Linked DNA regions of Sus scrofa: region 1 is linked to region 2. A link is a contact called in public Hi-C data. All regions are on one chromosome and are shown on one strand. The core of a region is the stretch at or near the end of the contact, and the rest is flanking DNA. Distances in the headings are between cores, read along the strand shown. Region 1 holds the start of EIF2S2 (eukaryotic translation initiation factor 2 subunit 2). Region 2 holds the start of RALY (RNA-binding protein Raly).

Evidence for each region. Hi-C and Micro-C count contacts between places; a contact is called where the count stands out from the background.
Region 1: a contact with region 2 is called in a Hi-C map of skeletal muscle, with 4 times the contacts expected there. The contact joins the promoter of EIF2S2 here to the promoter of RALY in region 2. A contact is called at or near these places in 3 of 47 Hi-C or Micro-C datasets (liver and skeletal muscle) and 1 of 2 datasets of contacts at active chromatin or transcription factors (alveolar macrophages).

The regions. Positions count from the first base shown.
Region 1 is chr17:37,568,309-37,574,019 of Sscrofa11.1, reverse strand. It overlaps EIF2S2 (eukaryotic translation initiation factor 2 subunit 2), which reads left to right and starts at 3,751. Exons shown (of 9, transcript XM_001929150.6): 1 at 3,751-3,926. The coding sequence starts at 3,912. It also overlaps a transcript of ASIP not described here.
Region 2 is chr17:37,446,553-37,452,243 of Sscrofa11.1, reverse strand. It overlaps RALY (RNA-binding protein Raly), which reads right to left and starts at 4,417. Exons shown (of 10, transcript XM_001929104.6): 1 at 3,916-4,417.

The DNA of each region.
Region 1 (5,711 bases), core at 2,502-5,001, 120 kb before region 2:
GATTTGAGATTTATTTTGGACACTGAATCAGTAAGACTTGATAATGAATTGGATGAAAAAGTGAGGAAAAGAAAGGAATTGAGTTAACTCCTGGATTTCTGACTTGAGCAACCAGGCAGAGAACAGTGCCTTGCTAAATGAGATGAGGAAGATTTGCAGTGGGAAATACCATCAGATTTTGGCTTGCTTAAGTAGAGAGAGTACTGGACTAAAATTCATGAGATCTGGGTTTTAGCTCAAGTATTGTCACTAATTTTCTGTAAGCCATAGCCTCTATAGGCCTACCGTTTATTTTATGGGTGAAATGAAGAAACTAAGGAATACTTTAAAGCTTGCGCAAACATAAAATTTAGTATGCAGTTGAAAGATTATCATCATTAGCTTACTACTGGGAAGCTGGAGATCTGGGTGGTGCTGAGCATCAAGAATGGATCACAGTGAAGATTCCAGTAGGCTGTTCGGGATTTCTCAATATTTTTTGTGGACTTCATAATTTGGCTTCTGTAGCTATAAAATAGGAAAATCACAATGATTTCCCTCACCATTATGAGAAGAAAATTAATAAATGTCTATATGTTTTATACATTCCTAGGTGAAAGAGGTTAGGAAAACACAAATAACAATTGTGTTGATGTTCTTACTAGCTTAACCTCAATAAGAGCTACCTCTTGGAAAATCTGAAAAAGCTTAGCTATCGTTGCTTTGTGACTTTTGTCAGCTCCCCAGGGAATCTTGGCTTTCCCTAGAAAACAAACTACTACCTTGGGGGTAGTGTGAAATCTCTGAAGAAAGTCTCTGATAAGCAACCAGTTCAGGGAGGTCAGATTTGGTACCACGTTGTAAAGGAAAATACATCTTTTCACAAAAGCAGTTAAGTCTATTTGCTAAGTAGACTAGCATTTCCCAAACAGGGAGTGGCAGTACAATAAGGCCTCATTAAGACTTTGTGGGAGTTCCCATCATGGCTCAGTGGTAATGAACCTGACTAGTATCTATGAGGACCGTGGGTTTGACCCCTGGCCATGTTCAGTGGATTAAGGATCTGGTGTTACCATGAGCTGGGGTACAGGTCGAAGATGTGACTCAGATCTGGTGTTGCTGTGGCTGTGGTGTAGGCCAGCAGCTGCAGCTCTGATTCGACCCCTAGCCTGGGCACTTTCATATGCCTCGGGTGTGGCCCTAAAAAGACAAAAAAAGAAATAGTGTTGATGACACTACGCAATAAAATTATAAGTAAATTTTAAAAATCAAGTAATAGAAGTTCCCTTCCACCTGGAAATAAAAAAAAAAAAAAGACTTTGTGTGTCTTTGTTAACATGAACTGAATTTGTTAGGGTGAACTGAGTAACTTAAGGGTGATTTCCTTTGAGCTCCTCTCCACTTCTATCGTTTCTCCTCTACCTTTGTTTTTTCCCACTTGTCTTTTCCTTGTCTCGGTCTTCATTTTCCTAGTTGAATAGACTTTTCGAAAACTTAGACCACTTTGTTTCTGTCTCTCTTCTTCAAAGGCCCCTCCATCAAAGTGACTTGGGAACTGTCATGCCCCAAATATTTGTTACCTCTCACAAATCAGGAGATAAATGGTATTCAACAGTGGCTTTCTTTCTTTTTGCTTTTTTTGTGCTGAACCTGTAGCATATGGAAGTTCCCAGCCCGGTGGTTGAACCAGAGCTATGGCAGCAGGCCTACACAGCAACTACAGCAATGCCAGATCCTTAACCCACTGAGTGAGACCAGTGATCAAACCTGCATCCTCATGGATACTAGTCAGGTTTGTAAACTGATGAGCCACAACAGGAACTCCTCACCAGTGGCTTTTGACCAGGGGTGATTTGGTAATATCTGGAGACATTTTTGGTTGTCACAACTAGTGTAGGGTCACAACTAAGGTGCCTCAGGCAGCTAGTGGATAGAGGTCAGGGATACTGCTAAATTCCTCCAATGCACAGAACAGCTCCCAATAACAAAGAATTATCTGGCCCCAAATGTCAAGAATGCTGCTGTTGAAAAATCCTGGTAAGTACAGCTATTAGTAGCTGAAAATTACTGAGGAGGCAGTGTAGCTTCCTTAGGGGTACAGATTCTCAAGGTGGTAAAGCAGAAACCACTGGCATCAGACTGTCTGGATTTGGATCATTCTTACTAACCTATAAGATCCTTGGAGGCTGAGACCTAATTTTACCTACCATGCTTAGGGACCAATATCCAAGGTGGAGTACTTAATATGTCCACACAGTTGTTTTGAGGTCCAAAGCAGAGAACATGTATTGAGTGATATGAAGCACAGTGAGATGGAGAAAAGCAGTCCCTAAATAGTGGGAGCTAGGCTGGCACTATCAACTAGAATGTGCTGCTTTATAGAACATAATTTCACAAGACACCAATATCAGACAAAACCACTCTGTGACCATGATGGATCAAGACAAAACCAACACCACTCTATAAGCATGTCTGAACACAAACAAAAAATAACATTGTCCCAACCATAAGAGGGGCTGCTCCTTTTAAACCAATCATAGCTTTAGCCACTCTTGGTTCTTCTCCACTTTTAGATAAGAACTATTAAAACACCCCATCCTTGGAGTTCACGTCATGGCTCAGTGGTTAACGAACCCAACTAGCATCCATGAGGATGCGGGTTAATCCCTGACTCGCTCGTGAGTTAAAGATCTGGTGTTGCTGTAAGGTGGGGTGTAGGTCACAAACTTGGTTCGGATCCTGCGTTGCTGTGGCTGTGGTGTAGGCCGGCAGCTGCAGCTCTGATTAAACCCCTAGCCTGGGAACTTCCATATGCCACAAGGGTGGCCATAAATAGAAAAAAAATACCCCGTCATAGAAATACCACCATCTCCTAATAGCATCCAATCCAGAGAGAAGGGCTGCTTCCTTGTACCCTCCCCCAAATTACCTACAAAAGCCCCTCCAAAAGAACTCCTATGAATTCTTTCTAGCACCCTCTTCCTGAGATGCCCCTCTGTGCCTCATGGTGTGCCTCCCCTCCTTGCAAGAAGACAAAAGGCCCAGCTTTGTTCAAATTCAGGGGTGTTCTCCGTGGTCTTTGGCTGTAGGGCACTGACAACAGTGAGAGCCTGCTGAAGGGTAACTGCTATTATTATGTGTCAAGGGGAACTGCATCCACAGGGTTCAAGCAGAGACTTCACAAACAAGGATTTTGATGTTTCCTGACATATGCCTCTTGCCAAGCCGTTTCTCCTCTCCCGTCTACAGGGAGAAGGCTTTTGGTTTCCGACCTCCCAAGCTGAAATCCAGCCTGTTGGGTTAGATTTCTCATGAAGTACAACCCCTTAGAGAGGTGCGCACCTTTAGCCCCAACTTAGAGTTTCTCAAAGACTAGAACACTCCAGAGGGGGCATGATGGAGCTATCAGAGAAAACTAAAGCCCCAACAAATTCATATTACTGAGTGCCTTACCCACCACCCTGACCCAGGAGGAACTGCCCCGAATTCACTCCACAAGCAAGGCAGAACTGCACAGTTCCGTACGCCTGGAAAAACTGAAGTAAAAGTCACTACCGGGGAAATGGAACCTTCCTGCCCCGCTGCCTCAGACGTCGCGCACGCGCACGGGTCGCTGGGCGGCCGCCGCGCAGGCGCCCTCCTCTCCCGGGCGGACTACAAGTCCCGGCTTGCCTGGCGCTGGAACGTCGCCTGGTAACTCGCGCCAGTCGGAGCGAATTAGGTCGGCTTCTCCGCGCGCCTGCGCGTTGGCGGGCTCTGCGCAGGCGCATTTCTAACGCTTGCGAGGAGAGGGCGGGGTGTCGTTCCCTTTCGCTGATGCAAGATCCTAGTGCGGTGGTGAGAGAGGTATCGGCAGGAGCAGCTCTGAAGCCGGGGTCTGAGGCTGACCCGTCCGACTTTCCGTCTGTGTTGAGCCCACTCGAGCCGCAGCCATGTCCGGGGACGAGGTGAGGGCCTGAGGCTGGCGCTAGGGCTAAGGACCGAGGCAGGGAGCCAAACTCACCCCAGTGTGGGAGACCGGGCCTGCGGCCTAGCGACCGGCCGCCGCCATGTGGGGCTGCCGGGCCTAGGCGACCCTGAGCGGTAGAGCCGGTTAGAGCCCCGGAGCCGCGGCTTGGCTTAGCCCCGCTCTCGTCAGGGCGGCGGCGCTGAGGCCGGCGTTTCCGGATTGGAGAGCACGTTGAGTCGCTCTCCAGAAGAGGGCTTGAATGTTGGGTTAATGCCCCAGCTGAACGAGACTGGGACTGGCAGCCCCAGCATTTCTTTCGGTTTGACGCTTCAGCTCCAGCTCTCCCTCGCTGGGCGCTGGTGGTGCCGAGAGGAACGTCTCGGAGCGTCTTCGTTTAAAACTTTGCAGCCTGGCTTGTCCTACCCCTCATCCACTCCTTTTCTCATCTAGAGCGTTATTAATAACTTTTCTTTTTAAAGACCGGGAAGCGAGGGAGATAGGAAAAGATCTTTCAGCCTGAAAAAGTGATTAACCTCGGAAAGTTTTAGGGCCTGAGTCCCTGAGCCTTTCTCAGCAGAGCTCACTGCGACGTCAGCGGGAAGTTCGGGCTCCGAAGCTGCCTGGATCTTTTTCTACTATCGTCCTTGTAACTCAGCACATTTCCTCAAATCCCTTTTGGCTAGATTTATCTCGGTTTATATAAAACCAGACTTAAAGTGAAATTTGACTTTAAGTGCTATCCGTAGTTATTAACACTGAGGGAAGAGCTACCGCTTACCGGCCAGCTTTCTCCACCAAAAAAAAAAAAAAATCTCTTGAGTTTATAATTCACTGTAAACATTCCGAGTGCTTGGCCTCTAAGGCGTTGTAGAGAAGGAAAAAGAAAAATTCGAGGCTTTTTTGAGTTTTGGCTTTAAGGTGGGCCTTGGAAATGCTTTAAATTTCCTCAAGTAGTGGGAAGGCCTGAAGCCAGGGCAAGGGAGTGGTTAGGGCAAGTAAGTGTGCTTACAAAATATAGTGTATTCTCCAATTGGGTTAGAGTTAATCCGTTGAAATATAGATACTGGCTAGTTCATAGAGAGATTTGAAGACCAAATTAAGGAATTTGGATCTTGTTCGGAGGTGGGGGGAAATTCCAATCTCATTTGATTCTCATGACAGCCCTTTAAGATGAATTATTATGGCCATTTTAGAGATGAGCAAACCGAGGCTTTTAGAGAGTTGTATAATGCTTGTGATCAAATAGTAAGTGGCTGAGCCAGTAGTAGAATTATAAGTCTCCATTTAGGTGACTAGGAAGCTCTTGCTGTCTTAGGAAAGAAACTTGAGTCTAAGGGGAGGTACATGGTTCTTGTTTGGAGATCATGGTAGACGTTGCTCTAGGCCACTGTATTTCAAAAGTTGTGAGAGTGGTGGTGTCTCATGCTTGTTTTGTTTATACCTGTTTTCTAAGCTTTTCATAACCTCTAACAAATGAAGTACCCATGTAGTGCAGGATACTGTGGGGTGCTATTCTGTGTGTGGTTTTCTGTGGTAAAGTGTTCACAAGTGTAAGAGAGCTGCTACTAGTTGCTGCGGGAGGTAGAAAGAGAACCATCAACATAGTGATTTGGAGGGCTGAAGAATTGATTCAGTTTTATCAGTGGGATTAGATTTTGAAGCAAGTAGAATGTTATTGGAGAGTGAAAAGGATTTTGTCAAGCAGAGATGGCAGAACCAGCATCCTAGCAGAGGGGCTTTGGAAGCAAATAAAGTATTAAGCAGCTTTGCATTTCTCAGCTCT
Region 2 (5,691 bases), core at 3,168-5,667:
AAAGGCTTAGAACGGTGCCTGTTGATAGTAAATGGCCAAAAGTTCACCTATTAACACCACCATCTCTAGATTTCCCATTCCTTCTGCCCAGAACAGTCTTGCTTATCTCAACTCCCCAAATCTCTTCTTTTCCTAGGTTACATCCTTTCCTTGAGGTGCAGCCTTAGCCAGTTTCTCCGAGGAAGCCTTCCCTGACCAAGGCTGGGTTAGTTACCCTTTTTCCATGCTTTCATGGTGCTTGTCCCTGTCACAACACTTCTCACACTGTTTCCTTGCCTGTCTTCCCCCAAGACACCCAAATTCCCAAGCTTAGTACTGCAAGTGGCAGATGCTTAATAACTGGTCTGTAATCGGAAAATTTTCCAAAAATGAAGTGCCTGGTGAAATGAAATCTCAACAGGTAGTCTACTCAAATGTTGGCTGGATGGTTGGCTACATGACTAAGTCCTTTAATTACAAGATTCTATCCAATAAATAATTTAATACAGTCTGACCTTATTATCATACTCAGGGGTATGGACTATAATATGTAGGCAATGTTGGGCCTTCAAATTTTTAAGGAAAGTGCAACATGTTCAGATCTGTTTGTTACCCTATTATTCTTCTCTGGAACACCTCCCATCCCAAACCCCTTTTGGCATCCAGACAAAGTTCCAACTTCATTTCACAAACACCACATCCCCCAAAATACACAAAGACCCAGAAGCAGTCAACTGAAGGCAATTCTGAAAAGCTAAATGCAGCATTTAATTCCATCTTAACCACCTGCAAGCAATGAGGATCCATAAATACCCTCTAGGAACCCAAAAGCTAATCCTTCTTGTGTGCCTTTATGGAAAGAAGAGGGCACAAAGAAGGAGCATTTCATAAAGGTAATCCATTTAATCGTCCTAAGTAGTTTTGATCCAAGCTGCTGTCATAGCACTGCTATTCTTGATCACTGCAGCCCCATATGCTCAAACCCAGGACAGTCAGAAAGGAAGATGCAAGCAAAGCGGGGGTGGGCAAGTCCTCTGGGTTCTATTTCAAGAGTAGGAGGTCTCTTTGGAAGATATAGAAGGGGCAAGCAAGAGACTTCCAAAAAAGACTTCAGTGATAAGGAACTTTAATCTACAGAGTGGGGGGAGGAGGCAAAGGGAGCTTAACCAGAGAGGTAGAACTAGGCCTCAGTTCTTGCTCTGGAGCTGCACGCCACACCCTACTGCAGATGAGAACTAATAATCATTTTGCATTAATAGGGCACCCTAGATTTAAGGAAGCACTGAGAATGCCAACTTTGCCAGTTACAAAAGGACAAATATTGTATGATTCCATTCATATGAGGTACTTAGAGTAGTCAAATTCATAAAAACAGAAAAGAGAATGATAGTTGCAGGGGTAGGGGGAAACTATGAAAGTAGTTAGTTTCAGCTGGGGAAGGTGAAAAAGTTCTAGACATGGATGGTGGTGATGGTGCACAACAATGTGAATATATTTAATGCCACAGAACTGTACATTTAACAATGGTTAAAATTGTAAATTTTATCTTATATAACCTCTCTAACGCTGTTTCTTCTTCTGCAAAATGGGCTTAATAATAGTACCTAATTCATATACTTGCTGAGGACTACATGAGATACTTACAGAAAGTCCTTAGTCCAGTGACTGCTACATGCAAATTACTTAATAAATGTTAGCAATTATTCCTACTATTACAATGTACTTTCATAGCCATTTCTCATAGTCCCCACACAACCCTGTGACAGTTAAGAGATAAAGAAACTGAGGATCGGAGAGCCAAATGAATGGCTGAGTTCATGCTGCCACATCAAATCAAATCCTTTGCCCATAAGAGATGTCCTGTCCTCACCACTTGTTTAATTTGGTGGTAAGACAACTGCCCTAACCATATTACGTCTTAATTCTCAATTAGATCTGTAAAAAGGAGATATAAAACCAACCTCCGCAAGTTCCCTCACAGAACTGGATGAGAAATGAAATTAGATAATGGTTACAAAAAAGCACTACAAACCATAAATAACGTACTATACAATAAAAGTGGTAACTTATGAGAACTAATAATATACCTGTGCATAAAACCTGGCCTTTTAATGCTGGGAGTAAACAACTTCCCTGTGATTTCAATTTACTCAGCATTCCTGGTCTTAAGGCCTTCCTTCCTTTCAAAAGGTGGCAGGGGTTCCGCTGGTGGCACAGTGGGTTAAGGATTTGGCATTTGTCACTGCAGCAGCTCAGGTCGCTGCTGTGGCGTGGGTCAGATCCCTGGCCCAGGAACTTCCCACATGCCACAGGCGCAGCCAAAGGAAAAAAAAAAAAAAAGACCAGATAAGACCCCTTCCAGACCTATATACAACTCTTAAATCCAGAATCTTGGAAATAGGAGAACACAGCCAATCTCCGCACTCCAAAGAACTAATGCTAACATCAGGAGACTCCTCAAGACCTGGCCTAGGAACTCCCTTGCCTAATCTTTAAACACCAGAGATGAAATACATTGGAAATCTAGAACACCTGCCAAAGTCAACTTTAGTTCACTTTGACCCTTCTGGGCCTTGCCTGAAAATAGGAGAAATAAATCCCTATTTGAAGGCAGGGAGCTGAAACGGTTGACTAGAGCCACTTTCTGCTCCCTCTCCCCTACACTATTAGATTTTATAGTGTTAAATCTAAACACTATAGAGGACAAGCAAGGTTTGGTGGGGAGGAACATGCCACAAACAAAATAAAGGACGCAGCTCACTGCTTTAAACGGCTTAGGCCTTCCTTGAACCAAACCCCCAGGGAACTTCGGCGCTTGAGATCTGGAGTCGTTAGCATCCATCAAGTTCTAACGGGCAATATTAGCAAGAAATTCATAGCAACTTCCTTTCCCTCTTACCTCCCAAAGATCAAGAATGGCATTTCATCCATAGTGGACACTGGTCTCTCAACTAATGGTGTGACCCAAAGATTAAGTCAAAATCCCTTCTGTAACTGAGAGATTTCACAAGCTCGCACTAAGAAATAAATAACAGGTACTAGCACCACGGCTTTACACTTCTGTGCCTACTAACTGTAAATTGGAACACATTATTTAACCTTTCTGCGCGTGGATTTCTGCTTGTGTAAATGGGGATAACCCCAGAAGGCCATTGTGAGCATTCAATGAAATAAGACTTAGGAAGTTCCCGAGTCAAGTCCATTAAATGTTACCTGTTGGTAGTAAACACTTCCCTCAAATATCTGTTCTCTCCCTGAATCCACAATCACCCTGCGAAGCGACTTTCTTTCTCCTTTTGCACTGAGAAGCGAACTGAGGCCAAAAGGCTGCGTGCGTGAGGTGCGGAACACGGCCCCGGTCTTGGGCCTGCTGTTGTTCCTCCACAAGCCCTGGGTGTGCAACGAGCCCAGGACCGAGGAGGCGCTCAGGCCCGTGGGGAGCGAGGCGGGACCAGTTTTGCGCGCCTCCGGGAGCCCGCAAACCTTGCCCGAGAGGGAGAACCGGAAGAAGCTCGCGGCCGGAGCCAGAGCCCGGCCCGCCCAAGGCCTCCCCAGCGCGGCCTCCGCTCCCCCCTCCTCCCCTCGCCGGGCGGGGCGGGGCGCGAGCACAAAAGACTCCAACTTCCAAGCGGGCGCCGGCCCACCCCGCCAACTCCTGGCCCAGGCCCGGCCCGCGGGGAGATGGCGGGGAGGGAACGCCAGGGCAGCCGGGAGCGGGCGCGGGCGGGCCGGCGACCCGGGGCGGCGAGCCCGGGTGGAGGGAAGGTGCGGGGGGAGGGGGCCGGGAGTTACTCGGGCTCCCGGGACTCCCCGAATGGCCGAGAAAAGAGTTTCTAAAAATAGGCGACGGCCCGCGCCAGGAGGTAGGTGACCAAAAAGGAATAAGGAGCACCCCCTCCCCGCACCTTTAAGAAGACGCCCGCGGCCCCCACTCACCCGCGCACGGAGGTCTGGAGGAAGCCGCGCGGCGCTGAAGGAGGCGGTACCGCCGCACTCGGGGGCGGGAAGGAAGGAGGGAGAAGGCGGCCCCGGCCGCGGCGTGAGGAGCTGAGCACAGGCACGCGAATCGCCGCTGCCGCTACCGCCCCCTCAGCTTCTCTCTGCTCAGCCCACCCCGCAGCCGCGCTGCTCGCGCGCCCCGCCGCACTGACAGCCGCGCGAGCCCCGCAGCCGCGAGTCCTTCCCTCGGCCAGCACCACTGAGGCGCGCGGGGGTAGGGGAGCACGGAGCGGGCTCCGCGCCGCCCGCCGCTCCGGCCGTGGCCCAGTCGCCCTCTTCCCCCGCCTCTGTCTCCAAAGGGCACGGCGACTCAAGCGCGAGGAGTCCGTAGCGTCGCCCTGACACAGCCCGGCCCCCCACGCGCAAGGGCTCGTCCCACCTCTCCAGTCTAGCTTTGGAAAGGTCCAGAGCTTCGGCGGGGAGAAAAGGAAGGCGGGGCCAGGGCGGGGCTTGATGGGGAGGAGGGACAGAGATGGGAGGTTGGGGAGGCGGAGCTAGGGCGGAGAGAGACTTGCTTAAACCAGTATGAAGCGGAAGGCGGGGCAGGGCGGAGAGGGTGATGATGCCAGAGAGCAGAGACGCGCGACACAGGTATGGAAGACAGTGGAGGCCTCGCAGAGTGGAGAACCCGGGCAGTGTGTGAGAGGAGGGGTGTGGGCGGGGCTAAATGGAGGTTTGCCCAAAGGAGACGTCAAGGGTGGAGGGAGGCCCGGCGAGTCTGGGGGAGGAGAGGCTCTTAGAGGAGGGGTCTGGAGGCGGGGTTGAAAGAAACCCAGTACCCGAGGAAAGATTGAAGCCGGGCAGAAGGAGGCGGGCCCGGAAGCCGAGCCGGGAGAAGGGGCCCAAAGGTGGCCACTCTGGGAAGGAGCCGGAAGGAGGCGGGACCGAAAGGGTGACCGGGGGTGTGTGTAGGGCTGGGACTGGAGGTGGGCGGGGCCTGAAGACGCGGCCCAAACAAGTTGGCGGTGGGCAGTGCTCGAGGGATGCGGAAGAGAAGTAGGAAGGAAGGCAAGGTCCTTTCACTTACAGGGAACCTGGTGTGTGCACTGGGCGAGGATCCACGCTGCCAGTTGGGTCTGGGAGAAGACACTGTCATGAGGACGTGTCTGGGGAGGACCTGAAAAAAGGTTAAATTCAAATAACTTTACCCTTTTGGAAATTTTTTGTAACTTGATGTGGGTCTGGATGTGTGTCCTCCCTCCTAAATATTTCTCCTGTGAGAACTCTCACCTAGATCCGTGTTCTAGCCTCCACTGTGAGGACAGTAAGACCTTCAGCCCTCAGCTATAGACTTGCATTGTCCGGCCTATTATTGTATTTTTCCCATCACATCCCCCAAAACCTGCCTAGGAGACGGGATTTCCCCAGCACTGGACACAGTTTGAAATTAATCCTGCCCAGACCAGCCATTATAGCTACACTTGTGTAGTTTGATAACCTCTGACTCTTCCCTTGAAAAGGAAGAGAAATCAAATTAGAGTTGATGACAACTAAGACCAAGACCAGGAATGTTCTCCCCCCACCTCTTCTAACTTCTGGTTCCTTCTTATGCCTTACATCTCTGATTAAAATCACCTCCTCAGGAGTTCCCGTCGTGGCGCAGTGGTTAACGAATCTGACTAGGAACCATGAGGTTGCGGGTTCGGTCCCTGCCCTTGCTCAGTGGGTTAACGATCCGGCGTTGCCGTGAGCTGTGGTGTAGGTCGCAGAAGC